Linked DNA regions of Mus musculus: all the other regions are linked to region 4. A link is a contact called in public ChIA-PET, HiChIP or PLAC-seq and promoter capture Hi-C data. All regions are on one chromosome and are shown on one strand. The core of a region is the stretch at or near the end of the contact, and the rest is flanking DNA. Distances in the headings are between cores, read along the strand shown. Region 1 holds the start of Sema6b (sema domain, transmembrane domain (TM), and cytoplasmic domain, (semaphorin) 6B). Region 2 holds the start of Plin5 (perilipin 5). Region 3 holds the start of Mpnd (MPN domain containing). Region 4 holds the start of Ranbp3 (RAN binding protein 3). Region 5 holds the start of Vav1 (vav 1 oncogene).

What was found. Promoter capture Hi-C pulls out the DNA fragments that hold promoters and counts their contacts. ChIA-PET counts read pairs in DNA pulled down with a chosen protein or histone mark. HiChIP or PLAC-seq counts read pairs in DNA pulled down with a chosen protein or histone mark.
Region 1: a contact with region 4 is called in a promoter capture Hi-C map of pre-B cells. The contact joins the promoter of Sema6b here to the promoter of Ranbp3 in region 4. A contact is called at or near these places in 15 of 39 promoter capture datasets (the 3T3-L1 cell line, 3T3-L1-derived adipocytes, the C10 cell line and 10 more), 2 of 15 datasets of contacts at CTCF or cohesin (embryonic stem cells and pro-B cells), 23 of 484 Hi-C or Micro-C datasets (B cells, the Ba/F3 cell line, CD4 T cells and 10 more), 13 of 115 datasets of contacts at active chromatin or transcription factors (astrocytes, bone marrow-derived macrophages, cardiomyocytes and 10 more) and 4 of 9 other capture datasets (adipose tissue, embryonic stem cells, liver and 1 more).
Region 2: a contact with region 4 is called in an H3K4me3 HiChIP or PLAC-seq map of pro-B cells, with 7 times the contacts expected there. The contact joins the promoter of Plin5 here to the promoter of Ranbp3 in region 4. A contact is called at or near these places in 15 of 39 promoter capture datasets (the 3T3-L1 cell line, the C10 cell line, the HPC-7 cell line and 10 more), 10 of 484 Hi-C or Micro-C datasets (CD8 T cells, the G1E-ER4 cell line, cortical neurons and 5 more), 12 of 115 datasets of contacts at active chromatin or transcription factors (astrocytes, bone marrow-derived macrophages, cardiomyocytes and 8 more) and 3 of 9 other capture datasets (adipose tissue, embryonic stem cells and liver).
Region 3: a contact with region 4 is called in an RNA polymerase II ChIA-PET map of memory CD8 T cells, with 14 read pairs. The contact joins the promoter of Mpnd here to the promoter of Ranbp3 in region 4. A contact is called at or near these places in 4 of 115 datasets of contacts at active chromatin or transcription factors (bone marrow-derived macrophages, embryonic forebrain, memory CD8 T cells and 1 more) and 2 of 9 other capture datasets (adipose tissue and liver).
Region 5: a contact with region 4 is called in an RNA polymerase II ChIA-PET map of memory CD8 T cells, with 30 read pairs. The contact joins the promoter of Vav1 here to the promoter of Ranbp3 in region 4. A contact is called at or near these places in 3 of 115 datasets of contacts at active chromatin or transcription factors (bone marrow-derived macrophages, memory CD8 T cells and pancreatic cancer cells).

The regions. Positions count from the first base shown.
Region 1 is chr17:56,139,032-56,141,731 of GRCm38.p6, reverse strand. It overlaps Sema6b (sema domain, transmembrane domain (TM), and cytoplasmic domain, (semaphorin) 6B), which reads left to right and starts at 1,389. Exons shown (of 17, transcript NM_001130456.1): 1 at 1,389-1,518.
Region 2 is chr17:56,116,013-56,118,712 of GRCm38.p6, reverse strand. Plin5 (perilipin 5) reads left to right here and starts at 1,415. Exons shown (of 8, transcript NM_001077348.1): 1 at 1,415-1,630; 2 at 1,824-1,884; 3 at 2,260-2,455. The coding sequence starts at 1,587.
Region 3 is chr17:56,007,869-56,010,568 of GRCm38.p6, reverse strand. It overlaps Mpnd (MPN domain containing), which reads right to left and starts at 1,368. Exons shown (of 13, transcript NM_026530.5): 1 at 1,313-1,368; 2 at 983-1,239; 3 at 56-292. The coding sequence starts at 1,319. Stap2 (signal transducing adaptor family member 2) reads left to right here and starts at 2,433. Exons shown (of 14, transcript NM_145934.3): 1 at 2,433-2,700.
Region 4 is chr17:56,671,845-56,674,544 of GRCm38.p6, reverse strand. Ranbp3 (RAN binding protein 3) reads right to left here and starts at 1,320. Exons shown (of 17, transcript NM_001252466.1): 1 at 1,134-1,320. The coding sequence starts at 1,155.
Region 5 is chr17:57,277,656-57,280,355 of GRCm38.p6, reverse strand. Vav1 (vav 1 oncogene) reads right to left here and starts at 1,256. Exons shown (of 27, transcript NM_011691.4): 1 at 955-1,256. The coding sequence starts at 1,158.

The sequences.
Region 1 (2,700 bases), core at 140-2,639, 530 kb after region 4:
CTCTGGAGGACTCAGACAAGGTCCTGTCTTCTTGACTCTCCATGGCTATCAGGTCAGCTCCTAGACCGGCTGGAGCCGGCTGGGGGAGGGCGACTTGACCTCCAGGCCGGTCTGTGAAAGAGGCGTCATTCATGACCATGGGGCCTTTGTTCAGACAGGTCTCCCTGGGGACAGGCCATCCCTGCACCCCCACTCTGCCTTGCACTCCCTGCCAAATCCACCCGTGAGCCTTCAGGGGCCCGGTGTCCCCCCTCCCCCTCTGCCACCCCCAGCAGCCACTGAGCCCTCTGCACCTTGACTTTTGCAGCCACTGGTCACCTTGGCAGCCACCCTCCCATTCCCCCCGACGCCCCCCTGGGCCGAAAAACATTGTTAGAGCTGCGCTCAATAAATGTTTGCCGGACAAATTGGTTCATAGGCCAAGCAGAGTAGGCTGAGAACTGGCTTCATCTTCTGCCTCAGTTTCTCCACAGAAGCTGTGTCTGGCTGATATGCGGCAAAGCTGATGGGCCACAGTGAGGTCTCAGCCTGTCGCCACAGTGGTGACACCAAGGAGTCTGCTCCAGCCCCTCAGGGTGTGCACAGGTCAGAGTTAAAATCCTGACACCCACAGATTTGGCTGTCCCGGGCAGCTCACAGTCCCAACCTTTGGTTGAGTGTCCTCAGCTGGATGGGCTTCAGGGCGACCCTGTGAGCAGGATTCAACTCCACACACAATTACAAAAGCAGTTGTGTGGTGCTTACTGTATACTGGAGGTGCCATCAGTATACTTACTGTATTCTGAGGCAATGCCTAGCCCAATCGGAAAGAGGTTTTCATTCAGCGTCATGGCTGGGATGAGGAGGGGCTTTGGACAGAGGGAAACTGAGGCATGGAAAGAGATATCTTGCTGTCCCAATGTCCCTCAGAAAGTGAGTGTTGGCGGCGTGCTGGGGCAGGCCTTTAGCCTAGACTCCCCAGGAGAGTCTGTCTTAGTCAATCAATCATTATAAATAAAAAATGAGACCTTGGTGGTTTGACTCAATGATGTCATGAGCCACCAGGACCGTGGGACCACGTCCATGAGGTTCCTGTGTGTGGGTGACTGGTCAGATGAATTGGGAATTCACTAGAATATACCAGAAAACATCTATGGAGTGCCTACGGTATACTGGAGATGCCCAGAGTCAGAACAGCGCCCAGCTCAGTGCGGGAGTCGGTGGTCTTCAGAACCACCCCAGTAGAGAGAAGTGGGAGGCAGAGAAAGGGAAACTGAGGCCAAGGATGGTGGAGGCGCCCCCTCCCGTCCGTGCTCCGCTCCTTGGTGGTCTGCTCCGGGTTTTGCGAAGCTCCGAGCTCGGGCGCTGGGGGCGGAGGTGGCGGAGCTGCGAGTCGCAGCGGCGGCGGCAGAGATGCGGCCCCGGCCGGGACACCGCGCTGCGCCCCCGCGGGAGCCGCCCGCGCGTGGGAGCCCGGGCTGAGACGCTGCGGGGCCGGGGCCGGGGCCGAGCCGAGCAGGTGCTCGGCCTGCGCTGGAGGTGAGTGCAGGGACGGACGCGGGGACGCACCTTGGACAGATGCACGGGGGACAGATGCGGCGACGGACGCAGGGACGGACGCAGGGACAGACGCAGGGACAGATGCAGGGACAGATGCAGTGGGCATGCACGCACCAGGCGCGCACAGGGCGCGGGCGCCTCGTGCAGCGGCACTGGCTTGGGGGGCCCCCCGCGTGCGGTCGCAGCTCCAGCGCCCTGGGCGGGGCTAACGGGCTGCGCAGCGGGCGGGGATTGCAGCCAAGGCCCCGGCTCATCGCGCCGGGGCACTGACAGTGGCTTCGAATTATTGGGGTGACGGCCTACTGATGGGGGCGGGGGAGGGGGCGGGACACATAGCCGCGACCTTTCGTGGGTCCCCACGCGGCCCTGTGCACCAGCTGTCCCCAAGCTCTTGGGTACCGGCTGGTCTTCGCCGGCCGCGCAACTGACATGGGGGGGGGGCAGTCCGCGGCCAACGCCCCCGCTGCAGCACAGCCCTAAGCTGGGCTGCCAGCCCCCCCCCCCAAAGCCTGACAATGGGACAAAGGAGCGTCTCTGGCAGCCGCGCGGGGTGGGTGCCACCGTGGCCCCCCTGGCCGACCGCGGTGCTGATTGGTCCCTGGAGCGGGGGTCACGTGCCCCATTCTGCTCTCCACTGCCGACTTTGGGGCGCCTCCCCAGGGCTGCTGCCAGGCCGAACCCCCCACCTTGGCCTCAGATGGTGAATTCTAGGCCTACAACAGCCCTGAGGTCGGGAGGGACTCCTGGGTCCCAGGTCCTCTCTGCCTGGTCTCTGTCACTGAACCCCCAACCCCCGCCGCCTAAGGTCGGTGTCACTCTCATCTGAGGTTCCCAGGTCTCTGTCACCTGCCTGAGGTCTGTGTTGCTCCCCATCTGAGGTCTGTGTTGCTCTCCAGGTCTCCGGGACCCTGGCAGGTCTGTGTCACACTGCCTGACGTCTGTGTCACCCCCAACTTCTTATTTTTTACCTGCTCGATGCCCCAATCCCAAACTGAATGTGATGGAGTTGGGAACCCCAATATTGCAGGCCAACAAGCTTTGGGTGGAGGAGGGTGGCCCTGGGGACAGAATGGCTGGAGGGACTTGCCAGAGCGCCTCTGCCTGGTTACAACGTGCCTTTCTTTCTCTGTATCTTGGACTCGGGTTTTCTGGCTGATTTTC
Region 2 (2,700 bases), core at 166-2,665, 560 kb after region 4:
TCAGAACTGACAGGCTTAACAGCTCTCAGGATTAAACAGCAGATTAAAAATAAGATGGAGGCCAGAGAGACCACCCATGGCTTAACAGCTCAGGCTGGAGTTCCAGTCCCAGCATCCACATGATAGCTCAAGGTCACATGTTACTCCAGTCACAGGGGGTCTGTCAACTTTACTGGCCTCTGTGGGGATCAGGCATCTGTGGATCATGACAGATGGAACATATCAACAAAACACCAGGACACATAGACGTAATAATAATAATAACAAAGGAAGTGGGCCTCAGAAGGCAGTCAGCCGAGCACCCACAGATCTGGGTTCACGCCCAGCACCACATAAACATGTGTGGTGTGGCACATCTGTTGTCTTAGCCACTGGGTGGTGCGTTCAAGGTCATCCTTGGCTATGTGGTTACTTTGAGGCTATCCTGGGCTATATAGTGAGTTCTGGTCAAGTCTTGACTACAGAGAGAGAGTCTGAATCAAACAAAACAAACGGAAAAGACTGAAGAATGAGAAAGTCGCCGGGCGTGGTGGCTCATGCCTTTAATCCCAGCACTTGGGAGGCAGAGGCAAGGTGGATTTCTGAGTTCGAGGCCAACCTGATCTACAAAATGAGTTCCAGGATAGCCAGAGAAAACCTGTCACAAAAAACAAAACAAAACAAAACAAAAAAAAAACAACAAAAGAAGAAGGAGGAGGAGGAGGAGAAAAAAGGAGGAGGAGAAAAAAGAGGAGAAGGAGAAGGAGAAGGAGAAGGAGAAGGAGAAGGAGAAGGAGAAAGAAGAAGAAAAGTCCTCAGTCGCCGGGCGGATTTCTGAGTTCGAGGCCAGCCTGTTCGGTCTACAGAGTGAGTTCCAGGACAGCCAGAGCGATACAGAGAAACCCTGTCTCGAAAAAACCAACCAACCAACCAACCAAAAACCAACCAACCAACCAACCAACCAATCAAACAAACAAACAACAACAACAAAAAGAAAGTCCTCAGTCCTAGTCTGAGGTCAGCCATGGTGACTGGACCAGGATTCAGCGTCCCTGAGCCGCTATGGCAACCATGGCGCCTGTGGGGGGCGGGGAAGCTCCAGATCCACCCCCGGCGGCGCCTCATTGGCTCGCGTGCGGAGGCCCCACCCAGACCTGCTATAAGGACGGAGGGCTGACTCAGGTGGGAGCGCCGGGGGGCGGATACACGCGGGATCTGAGCTCTGCACCCAGGTGAGGGCGCAGGCGAGGGTAGAGGGTGGGGTAGGGATGGCCCTGACCCAAACTCGGCAGGGTGGAAGTGGCGGGGGTGAATGCGAGGAGCCACAGGCACAGCAGGTGGCAGGACCCTTGGCCCAGTGGGCCCGGGCCCAGGACCCAGTTGGGCGGGGCCCAGGCGCAGAGGACAGTGGGACGGCCATGGTGGGGATACATAGGGCATGAGCCCTGAGGTCAGCGTCCCTGTCACCGTGGACAGCTGAGGGTGACCTCGGAGCTCCACGTGCAATCTTTGCCTCAACTTTCCTGCCCGTCAAAGGGATCTGATTCTCTGACCGCTGCCCCCACCTCTGCAACGGGGGCTGGTGTGCGGGTCTGTCCCTACTGGAAATGGACCAGAGAGGTGAAGACACCACCCTAGCGCCACACAGCAGGTAATGACATTTGAACTCATCCTCGTCCCACCAGGGCCCACGCCTGTCCTCCCACAAAGTCATAGATTTTTCATTGTATACCTTCTGTGTGTTGGGCCTTGTACATGCCTTGCTGATGGACCCCAGAATACTCCACAGGGCTGACTCTCAGGGTTTCCCTCTCTTTCTGTGTCTTACCCCCCCCTCCCCCCAGAATGTCCGGTGATCAGACAGCTCAGGACCCTGGATCCAGCCTGGGAGAACTGGACCAGCAGGTAAAGAAGGACGACAGCAGGGGGCTGGGGGGTTCGTGGCTGGGTCCCTGCCCGACCAAGGTCCAGTCCCTTCTCATAGCTCCAGGTGTCACCTATTGTAGTCACTACAGTGATAGCATCAAACTTAGGGTACAATTACACCTGTGGGGAAACTAAGGCCCCAAGCAGTCAGGTCTTTCTCCAGACCTGTGTGCAGGTCACCCAAACAGCCCCCCTTCCCGCCCTGGCCTCATCTGTAGGTCCAGAAGTTGCCCTGTTGCTGTGTGTGTGCTGCATGCTGCAGCCTTTGGTAGGCGACCTGCTTTGTGTCCCCCAGCCTAGCACAATGAAGGGAATCGGGGTATGGCTGTGCCCTGATGTAACTGTTCTCTGCAGAATGTGGTGAATCGAGTGGTGGCTTTGCCCCTGGTCAAGGCCACGTGCACTGCCGTGTCCAGTGCTTACAACTCGGCCAAGGACAGGCACCCGCTGCTGGGCTCCGCCTGCCGCCTTGCTGAGCACTGTGTGTGTAGTGTGACTACCTGTGCCCTGGACCACGCACAGCCACTGCTGGAGCACCTGCAGCCCCAGTGTGAGTCTAAGTCCCTACCATAGTCCCTACCACCTTGGTCTGTAGTCAGTCTCTGCTATCTTCAGAACCAGGTGTCCCTCCCAGGCCCATTCACAAATGCTTCCCCACACCTCTCTTTTTAAAAAATTTCTGAGTTAGGGTTTTGCTCTGTAGCCCAGATTGGCCTGAAATGCTCAGCAATCCTCCTGCCTCAGCCTTCTGAGTGCTGGGATGATGCACCACCACACGGTTTATGCTGTGCTGGG
Region 3 (2,700 bases), core at 119-2,618, 660 kb after region 4:
ACGGCCTTTGCAACCTCATCCCCACAGCGCAAGGTGGAAGGCACGTACTTCCTACCTCATCGGCCGTAGCTACAGGCATATGTAGCTGGTGCCGGCGAAGCCAGGCGGCCTTGTATTTGTCCAGCTTCTGGCCCTTGTACTTGACAGAGGCCCAGCCACAGCCAGATTTCTTGGCTGGGTTGACGAGCTTCTTGCAGTGTGTGGCCCAGGCGCTGGGTGAGTTGAAGACTTGTCCAGTTTCCTGCCACACGATCCTGCCATCCAGCTGCAGGTCCCCAGTAAACTTCCTGCCCTGCAGCGACAGAGGGGGCTGAAACACTTCAGTCCTAGTGATTCCTAACTCCTTTCTCCCTGAGGCTTGGCGTCCTTGTTCTTCTAAGGCTCCCAAGAGGTACTGTCACAGGAACTCCATCTTTCACACCAGTACTCCTGGCACTCCACACCCAGATGCACAACTTTAAAATTAAGTAATGGCAGCCAGAGCAGGCATAACGGCCCAGGCCTGTCAGCCCAACTACTGGGGAAGCTGAGGCAGGAAGCACACAACTTCAGAACCTGCTTGGAATACTTAATAAGACTGTTCTCAGAGGTAGAACTCCTGCCTAAAATTCCCAAGTGAGGGGTTGGTTGGGTGCAAGGTCAGGAATTGACCCCCTGCTTAGAATCCCGCAGTGAGGGGGCTGGGGGCATAGTCAGGGGTAAAGCTCCCTTCCATTCTTGGTATCACAAAGAGTTTTTTGGGCGATCATTTTAAATAACAGTACACAGTTTTGAAGCCATCATCTTCATAGAGAGCCTGGGAAGGAAGGCCTCATTTTACAGATGGGGAAGCCGCAATCACACAGATTGGTTGCCCGCGGACACACCCAGATGGCAGTGGTTATAGCTATGTGGCATTGTGATTAACACGGTTCCTCTGGGCTTCAGTTTCTCTTTATACGCTAGCAGTGGAGGACATGAACGGTCTCCGGGGGTCGCTCACCAGGTAGTAGATGGATAGCACCCCCTCACCGGGCTCCAGCAGCTCGTCTTTGAGCAGCACCCGAAGCGTGACCGCGCGCCTCGTGAGCGCGCCCCCTAGGGCCATCCCAGGCCCTGCCGTGCCGCCTCCGCTGCCACCGAGGCTGCCGCTGCGCCCTCCGCTACCCGTCCCGCGCTCGGGGTCCTCGGCCTCCGCGTCGTCCTCATCCTCCTCCGGCGCCTCCTCGGCCGTGGCCCCGGGAGACAGAGACTCGGGAGCTGCAGCGAAATAGCAACTGGCTGCAGAGGTCGCGTCCCGCTGCCCCGTCCCCGCCTGCGCGGACCATCCTACCTGCCATGGACGCTGTGTCCCGGCACAGCCTCCTCCGAGTGAACGGGCTCCTCCCCGCGCGGGGACACAGCAGTCTATTGGTTACTGAAAATGGGTGGGGAGGTTTGGCCCGCCGGGGGCGGAGGGGATACGGAGCGGTTGGGTTGTGCTTGCACTGGAGTTGGAGCGATCCGGTGCAATTTGGCGAAACTAAAGCTGGAGGTTGGGGGAGACCTGGAGAAGGAAACAGGCCCAGGACCTTCTCATTCAGGGACTAGAGATACCATACTCGAGGCCACCAGCTACTAGGTTGCAACTTTGATCCCTGAGCAGGAGTGGCTCAGCTTTCAGGAAAGAGATGGAAACCTTAGGTCTTGGGCCTGCCCACGCGCAGTTAAAGAAATGAGGGAAGACCTTGGGACACAAGGGAAACTGAAGCAGATGGTGAACTAGAGGGAAAAACAGACTCAGGACGCCGCCCCCCATCCCCTGCTCTCAGGGGGACTATACTCCCTTAGTGGGGCTGCATCCTGGAGCTCATGATTCCCTCAGCCTACAGCAGCGATGAAGGAAGCTGCTAGTGAGGCTAGTGCGCTAGCTAAAGGCAGAGCCCTTGATGGTTGGGAGCAGGGAAGAAACAGGTTTGTAAGAAATGTAGAGCCGCTTTAGGAAAGCAGCTGCGCGTTATAGCTGGATCGAAAGGTCTGAGCCTGGCCAGCTTTAGCCTTTCTAGGGTTAACTCAGCCCAATGGCAGTTCTCATCAGCCAATCACCAGGTGCCTCCAGCATCCAATCAGCGACAAGGGATGGTTCCCACTCAGCCAATCGGCGTTCACGTGTAATCAGCGAGCGGGAAGGGGCGGTGTTACTAGGCGCCCAAGGCCCTGGGCCTTTGTTCTCATCCTGATTTGTCCTTCATCACAGATTACCCCAACCCAGGGAGGTCTGAAAATCCGGGTGGCCTCAAACTGGGGAAAGAGGCAGGATGCTCTGGAAAGGTCTGAGTAATGAGAATCATTCTTTTTTTTTTTTAAGATTTGTTTATTTATTTATTATATGTAAGTACACTGTAGCTGTCCTCAGACACTCCAGAAGAGGGAGTCAGATCTCGTTATGGATGGTTGTGAGCCACCATGTGGTTGCTGGGATTTGAACTCCTGACCTTCGGAAGAACAGTCGGGTGCTCTTACCCACTGAGCCATCTCACCAGTCCGAGAACCACTCTTCCCTTAGCCCAGGCCACCAGACTTTGGGCTCCATAGTTTACCGCTTCCAAGTCCCGGCACAATATGCAGGTCTAACCATCTTGTAAACAGGCAAAGCCTTGAGAGAGGCTCCAAGTTCTGCTCACTGGACGTTTTCATCCTGTTTATCTTCCACCTCGATCCAAAAGGGACTTTTCTATGATG
Region 4 (2,700 bases), core at 71-2,570:
GAGCCCCGAAGGGGCCACCACTGGGTGTCAAGCATCAGGCTGACTGAGAAAGTGTTACATCCCAGAGTGCTCAGGGAGTCAGGGCCACGGGGCAAAAGGGGGTGTGGAAGCAATTAGTATATCAGTGCTCAACCTGTGGGTTGCCACCCCTTTGGCAAATGTCTAAATAGGAAATCCAGAAACATTTACATTACCATTCATAACAGTAGCAAAGCTAGTTATGAAGAAGTAACAAAAATAATTTTATGGTTGGGGTCACCACAATGAGGAACTATATTTAAGGGTCACGGCATTAAGAAGATTGAGAACCACTGAATTAGGAAATACAGATCAGGTGGCCAAGCCTAAATCAGGGGATGTAAGCTGCACTCCAAAGGACTCTGAAGACTGGTAGGAAGAGACGTGCAGGTTCTGCAACAACTGGGTAGTCCTACCATATTCAAACCCCTTAAATGGGATGTCGACTCCAGAGGGGAGGTTTCACGGTGTCAAAAATAAAAACGGGATGTGAAGAAGCAGTTAGGAGTTTCAAGATCAGATGGCCAGGCCTAAATGGGGGGCATCAAGTGCACCTCAAAGGACCTGGAGCCCTGTGGCGGGAATAGGGGCGCCCGGTCCGGGTTTAAGCAGACCTCGGGGTGTAAGCTACAGGTCGGGGTGGCCGAGCACCTTCGCGGGATGAAGGAGAGCCGGACCTGAGCCTGAGGCTATGCCGGGGAAGGAGGCCCAGGCCCCAGGCGAGGGAAGCGGGGAAGGGAGCGTGGCGGGCTGGGCCCGCGAGCAGGCTCGGAGGTCTCGCCCGCCTCGTTCGAGGCCGCGGAGCCGCGTCTCAAGGCCCGTTGGGCTCCCCGGGCGGCCTGCGAGGCCGGAAGGCGTGGGGTGGGGGTGGGGGGTGGGAGGCGGTCGCGGCGCGGCCGAGGAGCCTCGAGGTCGGGAGGAGGCAGAAGCCGGGGCTGCCGCGAGGAACCCGGCCGGGGACCAGACTCCACGGTAGGGGGGCCCGCTGGGTGCCCAGACCGGGTGAGGCCGAACTCCCACAACCTGAAGCGCTCGCCCTTCGACTCTGGGGCTCCCTTGACTTCCCGCCCCGCGCCCGCCTGCCGCCAGCTGGCCCCCGGCGGCGCCTCCCCTACCTTCGTTCGCCAGGTCCGCCATTTTACTTCCTTAAGCCCTCCCACAAGGCCCCGCGCCCGGCCCCCGGGCTCCGAGGGCTTTCTGCTGGGAGAGTTCTGCGCCTGCGCATCCCATAAGCCAGCGCCGGTGTGAGGAGGAGGGAAGCTCGCACCCGCTAGAGCTCCGGCCGCGCGCCTGCGCAGTAACGGCTCTCCGCCCGCCTCTTCCCGCCCGCAAAGGGAAGAGGGTGTGGCTAGCGTGGCACGCATGCGCACAGGCAGCGCCAGTTTGCTATTGGTCCTGAGCTCCTAGCATTGGCAGCATGTTAAGGAGGTGGGGGGGGGGGAGGAGGATGGCCGAGCCCCACGCATGCGCAGGAGAGACGTGCCGCTGCTTGCTGTCCTGACTGCCATCCCGCCACTTTCTCTGTTTGTTTCTCTGGCGTGAGCCTAGGTAGGCTTTTTAGCGATTCCGCGTACAGGAAGGAGTGGCCCATGTCCCTGAATCAGAAGCCAGGCCCTTTCACACAGCTTTCCTATGGCTATTTGGGGTGGTTGAGGAAGAGGCAAAGTCAGAGGTCACCCTAGATTTCAAACACAGGATGTCCTAATAAAACTAGACTCTTAACCTCTCTGGGCATTAGACTTGGCATTGGTGCGCACGCCTTTAATCCCAGCACTCAGGCAGACGCAAGAGGATCTCCGTTTGAGAGCAGCCTGGTCCAGGGCTACACAGACTATGTCTTGAAAACAAACAAACAATAAGTAATAAGAAAAGATGTATTTGTGTATGAGTGCTATGTGTGTGCAGTGCCTACAAAAGGCTAAAAAAGGAAAGGCTATCCTGGAACTGGACTGTGGGTGACCGGTCTAAGCCAACTATGTGGGTGCTAAGAACTCAGGCCAGGCGTGGTGGCGTACGCCTTTAATCCCAGCACTCGGGAGGCAGAGGCAGGCGGATTTCTGAGTTCGAGGGCAGTCTGGTCTACAGAGTGAGTTCCAGGACAGCCAGGGCTATACAGAGAAACCCTGTCTGGAAAAAAGAAAGAAAGAGAGAGAGAGAGAGAGAGAGAGAGAGAGAGAGAGAGAGAGAGAGAGAGAGAGAAGAAGAAGAAGAAGAAGAAGTAAGGAAGAAAGAAAGGAAGGGAGAATGGAAAACCAAACCTATATTCACCTTTGCATACTGACAAGACACCTGAAAGCAGCTACTACGTATTTTAAATCTGGGTATACTCCTATAGATCTGTGAGATAGGGAGACACTGTCACAGTGTAGTCCAGTCTGGTCTTGAACTCAAAATTCTCCTGCCTCATCTTCCCAAGTGCTGGGGCCACAGATATAGAACTCACTCTTGCCGGGCGTGGTGGCACATGCCTTTAATCCCAGCACTTGGGAGGCAGAGGCAGGCAGATCTCTGAGTTCGAGGCCAGCCTGGTCTACAGAGTGAGTTCCAGGACAGCCAGGGCTACACAGAGAAACCCTGTCTCGAAAAAAAAAAAAAAAAAAAAAGAGCTCACTCACACTTTCTTTCTCCCCCCCCACCCCCAGTTTTGAGTATTTTATGTAGCCCAGACTGCCCTCGAAATGG
Region 5 (2,700 bases), core at 7-2,506, 610 kb before region 4:
AGAAACTAGGCTCTGACCCCGTTGCTCATCATTTCTAGGGACAGCCTCCTGGGACTTGGAAAAACAGGCTGTACAGGACTGGCAGACTGAGAGCAAGAGGACAGACAGACAGACAGATGCCCCCTACACCAAGGATGTGTCCTTCAGACCCCATGGCAAGGCCATGTTCCCTTAGATACAACTCATGTCCCTCACACCCCACGGTAAGGCTGTGGATCCCTTTGACTTGAACCTATACCTTTCATTTCTAGGGCTATCAGCCCTCCCCCCGAAACCCAGCATCCCTGGGGAAGCAGAGAAAAGAGTACAAAGCCACCAGTCACCTTTCACCACCACCCCAGCCACATTCAAATAAGGATTTGAATACATTTTCTAGGCTCACCGGGGCATAGTCTGACCATGCCTCCACTTGAAACACGGAGAGTGCACAGATGTCAAACTCAGGGACACCCAGGGCCTTGTTAGGACCCTAGGCCTGGGCCCTGCACTTCAATGGGCCCTTCCCGAAATAGGTAGAGTTGGGATGCCACAGGGTCTCGCATTGCAGCCCCCAACACTCCACGCCACACAGCACAAAGCCCTGGCAGGAAATGGAGGTGAAGGAAGATGTGAGGAGGAGGGGGGCAGAAGAGGTGGAAGAGGAGGAGCCACCGGTGGGGGAGAAACTGAAGGCCTCTCTCTCTTGAATCTGGTTCTCCAACCTCATGCACCCTCTTGGCTAACTACGAGGCAACAAGATACCTCTTAGGACCCCTTTAAATGGATCTCAACAGAGTCAGCTGGGGGCGGGGCGGGATAGGGAGATTTCCCCCTAAATTTGCTGGGACAGCTGCAAGCCAACCAAGAGTGTACAAACCCACCCAGAGCTCCGTTCTGCTCGACACCTCTCCATAGCCAGAGCCGGGCCTACCAGCCTTTATCCAGTCGGGCCCTAGCATCACCCAGCAGACTCACCTGGGACATCTGGGGCCGCAAGTTAACCTCGCGAAGATTAATGGCCTGGGGAAGCAGGTTGTTAAGCAATTGGCACAAGAGGACACCGTCCCGCAGTGCCTGTGCCAGCTCACACACCTGGGCCCCCTCCCAGGTCACACGGTGGCTGGGAGGCAGCACCCGACACTGGATCAGCCAGTGGGTGCACTGTCGCCAGAGCTCCATGGTGGCTGCCGGCCTCTCACTTGGCCCCTCGGGGAGGCCCCGTGCACCCTCGTTCCTTCACCACCGCCGCCGCCTGCCCCAGTGGGGACAACTACAACACCACTTCCTCTTCTGTGACTGTAACTGTCGCCCCGGGGTGGGGGTGGGGAGGAGCTGTGGGGCGGAGGGGGAGCAGCATCTGCAGTTACGCCCTCACAGCTTCCACTCACTGGTGTGACCTCGTCTTTCTCCACCTACACTGAGCAGACCTGGGCACCTGCTGAACTAAGGTGCCACTATCTCATCCAGCCGTAGGCACCTAGGCTGTCACCTCCTGTCTCCTCCTGGTCCCCAGTCTACGGCCCTGATCTCTCACAGCCTTTTGCCCCTGCAGCAGCCAAAAGGGACCACTGAACACTGAGTCAAGTCTCAACCATTCTTCCACCACCCATAACCCTCCTGGTTCAACCTTGCTTTGGGGCCAAAACTCATGTCTTTCCTGCACCCCACAAGGCCCTGTTCACCCTGCCCCAACCCCTGCCAGCCTCTTCTCCTCTCTCTGTTCTTCACTCCCTGACCTCCATCCTGCCCCAGGGCCTTTGCACTTGTGCCCACCACCTGACAGAAGACACTAATTCACTCCATCACTTCTTACATGTTACTTTTTGATTACTGAGTGCTCAGCCATAGATGGGACATCTATACCACCACCAGCCCGAGGCTCAAGGGAGAAGGAACAGAAAGTCGGTAAGAGTCGGGGGCGGGGGATGTGAAATGCTATCTCCAGGGCATACCCATGGCCACTACGCTCATGAACTCCGTGCAGTTATGGTGGCAGCACAAGACAAAGCCAGGAGGGAGCCAACATGCCCACAGGCAGCAGTAATGGATGCAAAGGGTTACAAAAGAGCAAGAAAGTGGGGATAAGGTAAAGAGAGTCCACTCTCATTCGGAGTCAGAGGGGAGTTGAGGGTGGGTAGGACGAAGATAGGTTGTTAACATGTAGGAAACTGCCAACAAATAGAACTATAATAAACATTAGAAAATATATTCTACTTTGAAAGCCATTTCACTTTTATTACATATATATATGTGTGTGTGTGTATATATATACATATGTATGTGTGTATGTGTGAAGGTACATGTGGGGCACAGTACATGTGTGGAGGTCAAAGGTTAACATGGGGGAGTAGGTCCTCTTTTTTTTTTTTTTAAAGATTTATTTATTTATTTATTTATTATATGTAAGTACATTGTAGCTGTCTTCAGACACTTCAGAAGAGGGGGTCAGATCTTGTTACGGATGGTTGTGAGCCACCATGTGGTTGCTGGGATTTGAACTCTGGACCTTCGGAAGAGCAGTCAGGTGCTCTAACCCACTGAGCCATCTCACCAGCCCAAGGGAGTAGGTCCTCTTTCCACCATGCAAGCCCCAACGATTGAGCTCAGATCATTAGGCTTGGTAGCAATCACCTTTGCCCACAGAGCCCTCTCACCCTCACCACCCACTTTTCCTTTTTTCTTTAAAACTTGTATGTGTGTGTGTGAGAAAGAGAGAGAGAG